Linked DNA regions of Mus musculus: all the other regions are linked to region 2. The links are chromatin contacts, called in public HiChIP or PLAC-seq and promoter capture Hi-C maps. All regions are on one chromosome and are shown on one strand. The core of a region is the stretch at or near the end of the contact, and the rest is flanking DNA. Distances in the headings are between cores, read along the strand shown.

Region 1 (4,137 bases), core at 454-2,953, 1.9 Mb after region 2:
TGTATAAATATAGATGTGTATATCTGTGTATGAATATATATATGTATATATATATATTTTTAAAGCAGCCTTTAGAAAGACACTCAGCACATACAACTTCACTATACTTCATGTAGTTTCATCATTACTTTCAGCATCTATTAACAATTCAAGTTTATAAATTAACCACTTTAGCATTTGCTTACAGAGGACTGTCTACTCTTATCATACTGCATATTTATTAATGGGGGCTCAACAGCCAGTATTGTTCCTACTTGCATTCATTCATTCATTCATTCATTCATTCAGTTGCATCAGTATGGACTGCTAAGTACTTATTATTTCATTCCGTGTAACTTAGGACTTTGTGACCATTCCTTAGTTTGTTGCCTGGCTTGTTCCCCGTGTTCACTGAGGCTCCCTCAGCTGGATCCCGTGCTTGGCTGGTAGACTTCCATGACATTCCCAGTGCTGTGGTACTCTCTACCAGCACAGTCTTCCAGACACAGCTCATAGTTTTCCTATGTTACCCTAGAGAATTCCTCCCAAAGGTTTGGTTTCTTTCAGTTCACAGTGGTATTTATGCCACAAATATCACATGGACTATATGCATTGCTTTAAGGTGAACCAGTATCTTCTGGAACATGATATAGTTTTTGAACTCATGAAGTCACAGCAGCTGTGGCTGCCTATAGAAAACCTGCATAAAGGCGGGTGGTTAGTGGCACATGCCTTCAATCCAGCACTTGGGAAGCAAAGGCACATGGATCTCTGAGTTTGAAGACAGCCTGGTTTACACAGTGAGTTTCAGGACAGCCAGGGCTACACAGACACACTATTTTGAAAACAAAACAAAAGAAAAAAGAAAAAATGCATAAATCAAAATTCTACCATAGGTTGGTGAGAGTCCCGGGAAGCCCAGAGCATAACTGAGATGATAATGGCAGTTAATGGCTGCTACAGACTCCAGGGTTGGTTTTCTTCAGTAAATGGCCCCTGTTAAGTTACCTGAATTCCACTAGGTGGCCTTATGCCCACGTTTGAATGAGCTGCAGTGACTTGATTAAATGAGGACATGAAACTGAGTGAGGGGTGGGTGGGAGGAGATGGAGGAAAGAGTAGGGAATATACACAATCAAAAACACATGACATATATGATGTTCTCAAGGAATAAATAATGTGTGTGTATTCAAAATAGTATACACAAAGATATTGTAGCTCAATAGATTTTTCAATGGGGGAAACTGTCTCTTTTTATGAATTCCAAGCAGCCTAACTTATTTAGGTAGACACTGGCAACAAGTTCAGGAACTTTGTCTGAGTATCATTAAATAGTAAGAATGATATAAAATGGTACCGAGAAAGCAATATGAACCTCAACACACTTATGCTCTCAGTGTGAAGTCTTCTTTCCCAGAGTTTAATTAATTTGCCCTAGTAGGGACAGGGACATCTAGGGTAAAGTCTGCCTCTGTCACCTAGCCCTGGGCCACACACATCTGTGCTGGTTTCAGCCTCCTCTGGTTAGGGTAAACCAGCAGTCTGCTAAACAGTTTTCCACCCCTGCCTCTGTCTTACCTGAAGAGAAATCCTTTAGAGAAGAAGAAGAAGCAGCTTTTCAATGCTGGTCAGCTTTGCCTCTGAGGCTGGCTGCAGAGTGCTCTGTCCTCTCTCACAGGCACTGTGACATAGACCCTGTAGTAACCCGGGAAGTTCCAGATTTTTGCCAGAGAACTTGTGAGGAGTTCGCTCTTTATTTATGCTTAAGACAGTGAAAGTGAAACTAAAAGAGTTCCTAACTGGGGTGGGGTTGGAGGGATGACTCAACCAGCACTGCAGGAATGAGGGGTTTGCTCATGGGAGGAGGGTCTCAGGACTTCTCAGGTAGAGATTGATAAATGGTGCCATTTCTTGTGGGTGTTTCAAAATGTAGGGTGAAAAGGGTGTGGTTTTGAAATCATTCTCTTATGTTTCAGTCCTTTTTTGTCCATTAGTGTTTGTTTTGTGAAGTTGCCAGCCCCACTGTGTTACACAAAGTTAGCAAGCAATTGTGCAATTCAGAAGTGGACATGAATCGTTTAAAAATCATTTCTCTGTACTGTGAAAGAATAAAAATAGAACGAAAAAGGTGAGAATTTGGAGGGACAAGGAGAGAGAAAGGAAGGAGAAAGATGGGGGAGACAAAGAGAGGGAAGGAGGGAGGAAGAAAAATTACTGAAAGTGAAAGTGAATCTGAGTTCCTTTAAACATGTCAAATGCTGGGAAATCAGCTAGCTTGTTTGTTAGTTTGTTCATTTGTCTTTTGGACTAGAATAATCGCTATTAACATTATGTACAATCCCACAACAATTTTAGCACCACTTAAATATTTTCAATCATGTAGACATGTAGAATTTAAGAGTAAGCAAAAGGGATTTCTTTCTTTTCTTTCCTTTTTTTTTTGTTTTTTGTTTTTTGTTTTTGTTTCTAAGCTTAAAGGGGTGGAGTTTCCAGTCATTTGTAGTATGTTTCCTTAGAAACAAGTGAGTCAGAGTCCTGACCCTAAACCATTGAGTGCAAATAACATCTCTCAGAGGCTGAGGGAAGCCACTGTCAAAACTGAGACTGACATCTGTGAGTCTCTGAGCTAAGGCTGGGAATGACCATGGAGTTGACAAGCCACTGGCACTGTGGCTGTGAGAAGTGTCCCAAACTGTGCTTTGAAGTTCTGAAGATGTCTAATTAATCCTCATGCTGATTTACCCACGGACTAGTACTTAAAATCTTCCAGGGACTTAACACAAATCAGACAATAGGTCAGACTTTGAATACAAGTGTTGAATTCTTCTTCAAGCACACATGATACAAGCATGCACTGAAAAGTATACTACAGAAACACTATACCATCCACTGTTATGCTATAAGTTAATGTACCACTAGAAGTATTTTTTAAAGCCCTGGGTTTAATGCCACTACCAGAAAATAATTATACAGAAAGTATCTTTGTGTTTCTGTATTCCACAAGAGTACTAAGCCCCGTGACTGTGACATTTCCTCTGTGTGGTACTACTGTTATTCTGAATGTTCAGTTGCAGAGCTGAACCCCTCATCATTGGGTGCCTGTGTGACAGCTAAGAGTCTTCTAATGACCTCCCCTCTTACAGAAATTTAGGAGCGGCGTTTCTTACATTATGAACAATGTACAGCATGCACTTGAAACAATTATGGTAAGCTTAATCATTTTTATTAACAGTTTTCACTTAAACAGTGCTTCTGCCACATTGTAAAAGGCATTTATCTTCAGAGATATGCAAATCATGTCATAGCAGCAAAAGAAAGATAAAAATGAAGGTTGGTTTCACAAGAGTTGGCACTGTGATTATGAGCCTCAGAGGAATAGAACGAAATTTATTTTGAGTTCTCCATTCTGTGTAGAAGTCATTCTAAAACTCTTAGAAGGAGAAAGTGTTTTTGAAAAATAAAAAGAGAGATTAGAAAGGAAACACAGTAGGCTGGAGCATGAAAGAAAACAAGAAGTTCTCTCAATGGGGGAGGTGCAACGCCCACTCGCCTATGCATTCTGCCTGGAGGGGAATTTTCTTCTCCTCTCCAATGAAATACTCTGCTCATCCAGCAACCACAGAGCCTTCCCACATTGGGCACTGCCCATTGTCTACCCTGGGAACCAATGTCTGCAGATAGCATGAGGCCCTAGGAGCTGTGTTCCATGGATATGTTCAGATTTTTATCATGTTTATAACATGCCAATCCCAGCTTAGAGCAAGCTACATCTTTGAATTACTTATGAGCACACAACTAAGAATATCCAGTAGGGGATGTATGTGATACAAAATGTCTACCCAAAGACAGCTGCCCTATCACTGTGTTGTAAAAACAAATCCCAACAATACAATTTAGTATGTCTACAGAGTCCATGTTTGCAGTATCAAATATAAGACCCGATTAAAAATCACATGAATTTTCACTTCTAACACAAACATGAACTGAGTCACCTCATAAGCCAAACATTTTTTTCACATATAAACTCCACTTTGTGAACTTTATTTCTCCCTTCTTCCTAGTAAAGTGTCATTGTCTTCAAGTCTCATTCAATGCCATGCTGTGTCACAATCCAAAGCTGTCCCCGAAGTTTTTTCCTTGATGAGTGGAAACAGGGTA
Region 2 (4,325 bases), core at 1,537-4,036:
AAGGTGAGATCCAGTCAGCACACTGGGAAAAGGAAGTCTCAAGAAACAATAGACAATTGAAAGGTACCTGAGAGATCAGGTACTGACCACCACTGATGCTGATTTCCTGGAGGAGATAAATTCTTAGCTGAAAACTGAAGGCTGAGGGGTGGCAAGATGTCTCAGGGGGTAAAGATGCTTGTCGCCAAGCCAAGGACCTGAGTTTGATCCTTAGAACCCACATGATGGAAGGAGGTTCAGATGGTAACTAGACGACAATCATTTTTATGGGTGTAGGAGAGACAGCTTCTGAGAGAACGAAGTAAGTGAAATTCACTAGAGCAAGTGTCTCCTGCACAACCCAGCCTGTTTGTTCTCTCAGTAGAACAAGCAAACACCGGGAAATAAGCCTGGTAGACAACTTTAAAGACAAACTCTACCTTAAAAGCAAGTGGGAGTGTTTAAGCACAACAGCTTTAGATTTCAGAGATGTTGCTCTAGATGGTAAGGGCAGAATGAGAAAGAATTAGATGTGGAAGCCAGTTAATGGATCATAGGCAAGCCAATATACTGGCCTGAATAACCAAACTCAACCCAAATGTGCATAGAACACATGTCTAGCTTGGGCAATAAGGAAGTTGATAAAGGCAATTTTTACGTAAGAGTCTCAATGCAGAAAGAGGCAATTCGAAGAAAAGCCAGTGGGCTGTTATTTTCAAGAAGAAAGGTCTCATAGTATTGAACTGGTTTTCAGGTATATTTTGGAAGTAAGAATAAGAAAGGCTAGGTAATTGCCAGTATATGCAGTACATAGGAAGGAGTCAACAAGACATCTGAGTTTGAAGTTAAGATTGGGTGGACAACCACCATGGCATACAGGTAGCCATAAGTTCTTCCTACTCTAGTCCTAGCATGTACTGACATTTCTTTGCAATGCAATTCTGTCACTCTTCCCATTCGGCTGTGGAGTTGGGAAGAGTTGTTCACCTGTGGCGTGGTCTGGGGACTTACTCTGACAAGTCTAATGTGATGGAGTTTGGATCTATTTACACAGTGGGAGGATCTGGCTTTCTGTTTTTAGCCTTGTCTCCCAGGAGGGAATCTGTGATCTCCATGGCAAGGTCTTAAGAGGCTTCTGCTCTTTTGGAGTATTGTCCTGAGACGGCTGTGAAAAAGAAGTCAGTCATTTACTGGGAGATGAGTTAGCAGCAGAACTGAGCGGTCCCTGTTAATGGCACTGACTAGAACTACAGTAGCTTTGGGTTTTTAGTTAAATTCACCAACTAGCTCAAACAGTGCATCCATGAGGGAACTGCTTCACTAACATAAAGGATGGTTAAATTGTTTAAAAACATTGATTGGCAAGGGGGTGGGGGCAGGTATTTACAAAGCCATAGCCTACTGAGATTTTGAAGATAGTTTGAAAACATTACTCCTTTGTTACTTTTGGTAGTGGTAACACATTCAAACGACTACAATGGGAGGGAAAAGCCAACAATTTACTTATGTTTCCAGTATAAAAGTTTAAAGGGATGTTCCCTAAGTGTTTTCTGAAGTACCAGATGTTTCAAAACAACATTGTATTGCAATGTAAGACGCTAAGAATCCACTCTTTGGACAAAGTAAGAAAAGCAGAGACAACGTTTGTGAACTATAAGACCTATGAAGAACAGAGTATTTAGAGACCTACGGTATAATTTTAACTTTCCAAAATCTTGGACAAATCACTTAAGTATCCTAAGTACAAAGACATGTAAATATGGGTGGAAAACTCCCATAGAGGAATTTACCAAAAATACAGTTGCTTCATGAGTAGCTAAGTAAGTCAAAACCAGGTTAACTCCTTTCAGAGATTTAGAACCCGTGTCGTCTGGTTAACGAGGAAAACCGCTTGTCTGGACCAAAACCCTTTAAGGTTTGGGAGTTTGTAAGCAGCGGTAGTTTCATTCACTTGTGTCTCACTCAAAGAAACGTCCCTCCTTTCTAAGCATTACTGACTATGTACCCTCTGTGCTCTGAAAAACCGATCCTAGCTGCCTGAAGCGAGGAAACCATCGTCTCTAGAGCTCCGGCTGGAATTCTGCCACGTTTCATTCCGGATGGAAGCGGCCGCTAAGGCAGCCCGTTCCACGGGCGGCTCCCAAGCGTGGCCCCGGGTTTGCCCTTCCACATCCGCGCTCTCCGACCAGCCTTGAGGCAGCCCCAGAGGCGGTCCACACTCACCGCTTGAAACGCAGTCGCCAGCAGCAAGCGCAGCCCCAGAGCGGGCCGCAGCCACCCACCCTGCCCTGCCGCCATCCCTGCGGTCTGCCGTCAATCTTCAGGGGTCTGAGGACCCCTGTGCCGGGGACGTCCACTGCACTGCCTGACGCGAAACCCGCCGCGAAAGGCCACTGCTACAAGCCTATTATCCCACAAAGACGAGTGTTAGTTAGGCGACCATGGGAGCCTGTAAGTGATCGATTGTTAAACAGTCCTCAGGTTCTTTTAGAGATTCAAATTAGGCATTTTCCTAAACTCCCCACACCGGGGCTTCTTATTCACGACATTCAATCGGCTATCCACGAAGCCCCAGCTCGGCCATCAGTAGCCCCGCCTCCTCCAAGTTTACCCAATCGGACAACGCCTTGCTTGAGTCCCGTGACAAGGAACCCAACCGTAAATCGAACCGAAAGGGCGAGAAGCGGCCTCTCTTCGGACCAATGAACACCACTGTACCGGAGGATGGGGGTGGAGCCTCTGGTTGCCGGGCAGCGTGCGTCAAGGCGTGCGCGTGGTGGCCGAGGGGGAGGGGAGGGGGCGGGCCGAGGGCGGCGCAGCCGCAGCCGCATCGCCACCGGAGGAGCGCGCGGCCGCGAGCGACCGAGGGAGGGAAGGGAGGAAGCGAGGGAAGAGGGCGTGCGGCCGTGGGGTCCCGAAGCCAGGGGGCAGCGGCAGCGGCAGCGGCAGGAGGGCGCCAGGGCCGTCGAGTGGGCCGGGGAGAAGCGTGCACCAGGCGGCCGGCGCTGGCTCCCGCGGGCGGGAGACCGGAGAGGAGGAGGGGGTCGCTGCGGCGCGGCAGTCCGCGCAGCTCCCGGGTCGGGGTCTCCTCCCGGCGCTTCGGTCGCCCTCGGGGCCCCGCTCCCCGCCCCCCGCGGTATGTCTTGATCGCGAGCGGCGGGTTTCATGGGGCTCCTCAGGATTATGATGCCGCCCAAGTTGCAGCTGCTGGCGGTGGTGGCCTTCGCGGTGGCGATGCTCTTCTTGGAGAACCAGATCCAGAAGCTGGAGGAGTCCCGGGCGAAGCTAGGTGAGGCAGCCGAGCGGTGCGCCGGGGCCGGGCTGGCGGGTGGGCATTGCCGGCTATAGCAAGTGGGCTTCCTCAGGGGGCCTCGGAGAACCTCGAGAGCTGGGACCCGGGCACGTCGAGCTCCCGCCACCGGGGAGGGAAGCTGGGCTGATGAGCTGCACGCGCGAGGTCTCTGGCCAGAGGGCTGCCCCGTCGGCCCTTCACTGAGAGAGGGGACCCAGGTCTGCCTGGAGCTGGTGCTGCTGGAGGACACAAACGCTCCCTCTCTCTTCTCTTCCAAATCGTTCTGCAAAGCCCCAGTCATGTGCAGAGATGGGGACTGGAATTTGAATTAGGGGCACCTGGGCACAGGATCCTTTGGGGATGGTGGTCGTGGGGAGATTCGTCGCGGGGAGATGGGTAGAAATGGAAGGAGACTCCGGGAATGATGGGGAGTGAAAGCGGCTCACCGTAGTGAGTGGCAGGCATGCCTGAGCCTAGGGCAGTAAGGGACCTTAGAACTGACAGCTTTGGTAGGCTGGCGGTGTGGGACAGCGGAGCCGATGATGGCACGAAAAGGAGACATCTGGGGGACTGAAGTTCTTTATGAGTGACGCTAAACTGGTTGATTTGGGCTTCAGAGTGGGGTCGTAAGTTTAGGCTGATTGCATGTACAAGAGGGGAACGTTGAGGGTTTGGAATTGCAGGGTTTACCTTGTGAAAGGAAAAGAGTGGGGAGAGTGAACCATATGGGTCTCTTAAAGCGTCTCTCTCAGTGCCCGAATGGAAAAGGGTGCTTGAAACACAAAATTGGAGTGCGAACTTGTGCAACAGCAGTCGAAAGCGCGGATAGTCGGGTGCTTCCGGATAGTGGAGAACTTTGGTATTTGGAAGTGCTCTGGAGACAGGGACTTAATCATTGACGCGTTTTGATTTAAAAATGTATGTGACACTTGAAAATCAGCTCAGAGAATGTAATTTGAATATGGGAAACAGCTTTTGCATACACTTTGACCTTGCCTGTTTCTTAAACACGATTTAAAGTTACCTTGAGGAACAGCTAGATGCAGCTTGGGGG
Region 3 (4,539 bases), core at 1,632-4,131, 1.9 Mb before region 2:
ATTCAATGTTCTTTAAATTTATACCCATCCATATACTACCTTGCAATTAAGAGTGACATACACCTACCATTTTATATATATTCTGGTTAGGAAATACAGGATATAATAAACAATACTGAAGTCCTATTTGGGTTGTACTATATACACGTATCAACACTGCCAAATCACATTTGTGGCAAATACAGTGTTTCTTGAAGATAGGCTGCTCAGAAAGGTTGTTAGACTGGGCCTGAGTTTGATCTCCAGAACCCACATTTGAGTGGAAGGAGTGATCAAACTCTACAAGGTTGCAGCTCTCTTAACTCCCCGTGTGTACCATGGCATGCATGCTCACATACACACACCTTTTAAATTAACCAGAGCAGAAGTGCCTGGCTCTGTAACTTAAACAGTTGAGTTCAAAGCTGGTCCAGCTACTTGGCAAAACCCTATCTCAAACTAGCTGATTGAACACAAATACCGACACAACAAAGTGGATGGGTAAGCAGACACTGAAAAACTAAAAATGCACTCAAGCCATTTAATTCCTGTGTTTACTCTTAATCTCAGTTATCTCTAAGATTACAACAAATGCCTAAAACCCAGGCCCTAGATGATAGCTATATTGTGACCTAGGGATCAGTCACCCTGGATAAGTTAAACTCAGCTTCAATCTACCTGTGTTTGGCTTATACAACAATTCAGTATAATACGTCTCATGTGACTCATGGACTGAATATTAGAGGTTCCTGCAGTTCTTAAACGCTTGTACAAATAACCCACACCCTGCTTTGCCTCTTAAAAGTGGCTACTGTATGGAAGGTAAAGTATGAGTTTTCAGTGTTACAGCATTTGGTTTTGTTCAAGATCAGCAGTTAGCATGAAGTGCCTGTTAATTCCTTTCCCACACATTTCTCCAAGTACCACGATGTATGGACTGTATCTCTAGGCACAGAATCCTAGGGAAGGAACGGTGAGAAACCTAAGGCTGTTTGACTAACAGTGCTCCAGGCCGCTGGGGTGCACTCCTTTAATCCCAGCAGGCAGAGGCAGGCAGACCTCAGCTTGAGGCCAGTCTGCTCTACAGAGAGTTCCAGGAGAGCCAGGGTTATATGGAGAAACCCTGTCTCAAGAAAACAAAACCCAGCATTCTAAACAGCAACCTTGAGACTTAAGATGGAATGGCTGCTAGTACCCAAGCCACAGAGCAGCCACTATCTACCATCCAGGAGGTTGACACTGCAAAACTATTAGTCAGGCTTCCAAATGTCCTGACCTACCTGAGAGTTTGGTAAAAAAAAGCACTTGTAATTACCACCTAAACGAATACAATAGTAAGTTTATGCTAGCTTTAAAATGTCACACACAAAAAGCACCTAGCATAGGTGTGGTACATGGATGATATCAAATGGCACCTAACCTAATTTAGGAACCTAGATTAGACATGTAACATTCCCAAGTGAGATGAGCCTTGCCATGGAAACTTCAAAAACCTGTTTGTCTGTGGTGGCTCGAGTCATCCCAGTGAGAAGCCTTCAGAAGAATTAGGACGCAAGGCAAGAGAAGCTAGGAGGTAGCCACAGAGCAGGTAGGGTTTTCAAAGAAAAGGAAGTCCTCCTCTGGGAGCTAGCTCACTGCTTTGGGCCACCAGGGTTAAGTACCGCCACTGTAATTACTACACGTACCTGTCTTTATTTCCTCCCCCAACCCACTATTTTTTTCCTTCCTGGCCTACTTTATGACAGTTATTATATATGAATGATGATGATCAATAGATCACTTCAAATTTCAGAGCTCTAATCTGGCCAAGACTAAGTCACTTGGATGAAAAGTGAGAATATGATTAGAGTCCAAACCAAGACTGATTGGGCGTCTCCCTACCCTCCTCCTATGGTTACCACAAGGAAGTTGAGCAGTCTCTGACATTTCTACTTGAGAAGAAAGCTAAATAGAAGCCTTCTCCAAAAGCACGTTAGAAATAAGGACTAGCCTGCTGAATATAAAATCAAATCACCTTGGAAACTGGCAGGGTCTAGCAAGGCGACTTATATTCTTGTTTCTTTTTATAATCACCGGGAAGTGTTTCACATGTAACCCGACCTATTACGTCAGAAAGAGGCCAAATCCGTTTAGGAGTTGAAAAAAATAAACCAAACGGTCCTTAGAGCCAAAGCGTCTGAATGCCTAGCTGTCTACCAACAAGGACAGCCTTTCCCTAAAAGTCAACAGCCCAAGACCCGACCCCCCAACCAGACCGCAAGCTCCCAGGCCAGCGGCCAGCGGTTTCTCGGGTAAACAGACACCCCAGCAAGGTCAGCCGAGCACGCCGCGGCGTCTGCTGCAAACACCTCTTTGTTCGAGGCTGGACCCCCACAAAGGTGGAGTCCGGAGACTCCCGGGACGATCCGCAAACAAAAGTTGCTCATCAGGCCGCCATCCGGAGCTACCCAGGCGGACTCGTGTGTGTTCAAAGGACGAGGGCTGGGAGTGAGCCTGGGTGAGACGTGCGAGACGGAAGTCGCTGGCGAGACCCGCCGGGGCCGCCGAGAGTCGGCGGGCGGCGGAAGGGCGGGCCCCCTCCTCGCCCTCGGCCCACAGCCCGGCCAGAGGAGCCGCGTGTCGGCTCGCGCTTCCCCCCAACCCCGGGGCCCACCGCCCGCCCACGCCCGCTCACCTTCACGCGGTTGAGCCCGGCCTCCAGCCGGAGCTGCTGGACCACCTTCTTCATGGCGGCGACGCTAGAAGAACCCGACATGGCGCTCGGGACAGCCGGGCCGACTCGTCAGTCCGGGCAGGGGGCGGCAGGTCGCGGGACGGCGGGGGCGGGGCTCCGAACTTCGTCGAAGTTTCCGGGGCTGTGCGCGCCGCGCATGCGCGCCGACGCCCCCTCCCCCTCCCCCCGGGACGGCCGCGGGCTCCCCCCGCGCGCGCGAGAGAGAGAGAAGGGGCGGAGCGGCCGGTGGGCGCGGTGGCGACGGGGGCGGTGCGGCCCGACGCCCGGCCGGCGCCTTCCGCCTCTGGAGGGGCTGGGTAGGGCGAGGTAAGAGGACGCCCCGGGGCGGACTCGGGAGCGCGGGGAGGGAGGTCCGCGACCGACGGCGGGGTGAGGGACGTGGCCGCGCTGCCTCGGGGCGTCCGTGACACGTCCCAAGTCCCGCCAGCTCAGCCCTGTGTGAGGCGCCCTCGGGTGAACCGGCGGCGCCGGCCGCAGCTCGCCCAGCCCGGGGCCCAGGGCGCCGTAACGGACCCGGGCCGCGGGACCCTGGACGGTCGGAGGCTGGCCTGTCGCCGAGAGGTGCGAGCCGCCCCGCACAGCTTCCTGTTAGCCCTGTCTTTCTGGAATCTGTCCCCCGTGCTTTTTTAAAAAATAAAGCGTTCGCGTTCGGGGATCGTTTGCTCTTTTGATGTCCCTGTAATTGCTGACTTCGTGCTTGTAACTGATGAACCCCAGAGGGGTTTTCAGAAGGACTCAAAAGTTTAGTAAGATTTAAATTAGTCCTGTTGAGACCTAACATCTCTAAACAGGAGGTTCGTCGTGAGTGCTGTTTCTTTGGGATACTGAGAAAAATGACATGGTTTGCTCTGGGCCAACACATCGCGTTACTGAGCAGTTAATATCAGTTTGGGGTTTTACCCAGTCCTTAACAGTGACCATCTAAGAAACTTGGGTTTGAATTTAGCCCTGGTGTGCTTGGGCAAGCCGTTTAAACTGCCGAAGTTAAAACGCTCCCTGGATTTCTTGGAAAAAAAAAATGAAACGAAATGAAATTATATGTGTAAAGAATACGAAAACTGAGGCTGGAAGATGGCAGTTAGAGGACTGGGGAACTGAGCCCTCGTGCAGAGGACCTAAGGTCACACTTCCCACCACCCACACTGGGCAACTCAAAAGCACCAAGTCCTGGGCTACTGTCACCCTCACTGGAGTCTGGGAACGTTTGCATTCACACACGTACATTAATTAATACATAATTTAAAAAGTGAACGAACAAACCATATTGTTTGAGACAGGGTCTCACTTTGTAGTTCTGGCTGGCCTGAAACTCCATGTAGACCAGGCTGGCCTCGAAACCCACAGCCTTCCAAGCATTGTGATTAAAGGCTTGTGCCTCCAAAATAAATTAATTAATGCAAAATGTAACACAAATATTTTACTTTGTGCCTTGTTACCTGTAATGTATGCTAAAATGCAGATTTCTAAGATTAACGTGTAACTTAAAGTTCTACTTTATATTAGTTACAATAATACTTAAGAACTATGGAATGTGCTGGAAGACATTTCAAAGAAGATTTTACATGGTACAGAACCCATTATTAAGGAAATGTTGAGGAATAAACAAATTTGTCTTAGTCTCAGAAAGTTTATTGTTTTCTTTTCCCCAAACTATTGAGCTAGGAAACCAGAGTGTATTGCTGTCTCACACACCAGATGCTATCATAGTTTTATGGTATGTCAAATAAGCAATACATATTGGGATAGAAAGGAAGGAAAATAAGATTGCCTTTAAATTCATTTACATTCGAAGATATGAGTATTACATACAGTTCATGAACTATCAA

Evidence for each region. Promoter capture Hi-C pulls out the DNA fragments that hold promoters and counts their contacts. HiChIP or PLAC-seq counts read pairs in DNA pulled down with a chosen protein or histone mark.
Region 1: a promoter capture Hi-C map of pre-B cells shows a contact between it and region 2, with 6 times the contacts expected there. The contact joins the promoter of Gbp2 here to the promoter of Hs2st1 in region 2. A contact is called at or near these places in 2 of 39 promoter capture datasets (liver and pre-B cells) and 1 of 9 other capture datasets (liver).
Region 3: an H3K27ac HiChIP or PLAC-seq map of thymic regulatory T cells shows a contact between it and region 2, with 8 times the contacts expected there. The contact joins the promoter of Spata1 here to the promoter of Hs2st1 in region 2. A contact is called at or near these places in 2 of 484 Hi-C or Micro-C datasets (B cells and CD4 T cells) and 2 of 115 datasets of contacts at active chromatin or transcription factors (pancreatic cancer cells and thymic regulatory T cells).

What each region holds. Positions count from the first base shown.
Region 1 is chr3:142,618,229-142,622,365 of GRCm38.p6, reverse strand. Gbp2 (guanylate binding protein 2) reads right to left here and starts at 1,703. Exons shown (of 11, transcript NM_010260.1): 1 at 1,558-1,703. Gbp2b (guanylate binding protein 2b) reads right to left here. Exons shown (of 11, transcript NM_010259.2): 11 at 3,190-4,137.
Region 2 is chr3:144,568,677-144,573,001 of GRCm38.p6, reverse strand. Hs2st1 (heparan sulfate 2-O-sulfotransferase 1) reads left to right here and starts at 2,786. Exons shown (of 7, transcript NM_011828.4): 1 at 2,786-3,268. The coding sequence starts at 3,145. It overlaps Selenof (selenoprotein F), which reads right to left and starts at 2,575. Exons shown (of 5, transcript NM_053102.2): 1 at 2,203-2,575. The coding sequence starts at 2,277.
Region 3 is chr3:146,498,135-146,502,673 of GRCm38.p6, reverse strand. It overlaps Spata1 (spermatogenesis associated 1), which reads left to right and starts at 2,881. Exons shown (of 15, transcript NM_001316756.2): 1 at 2,881-3,019. Gng5 (guanine nucleotide binding protein (G protein), gamma 5) reads right to left here and starts at 2,838. Exons shown (of 3, transcript NM_010318.2): 1 at 2,654-2,838. The coding sequence starts at 2,734.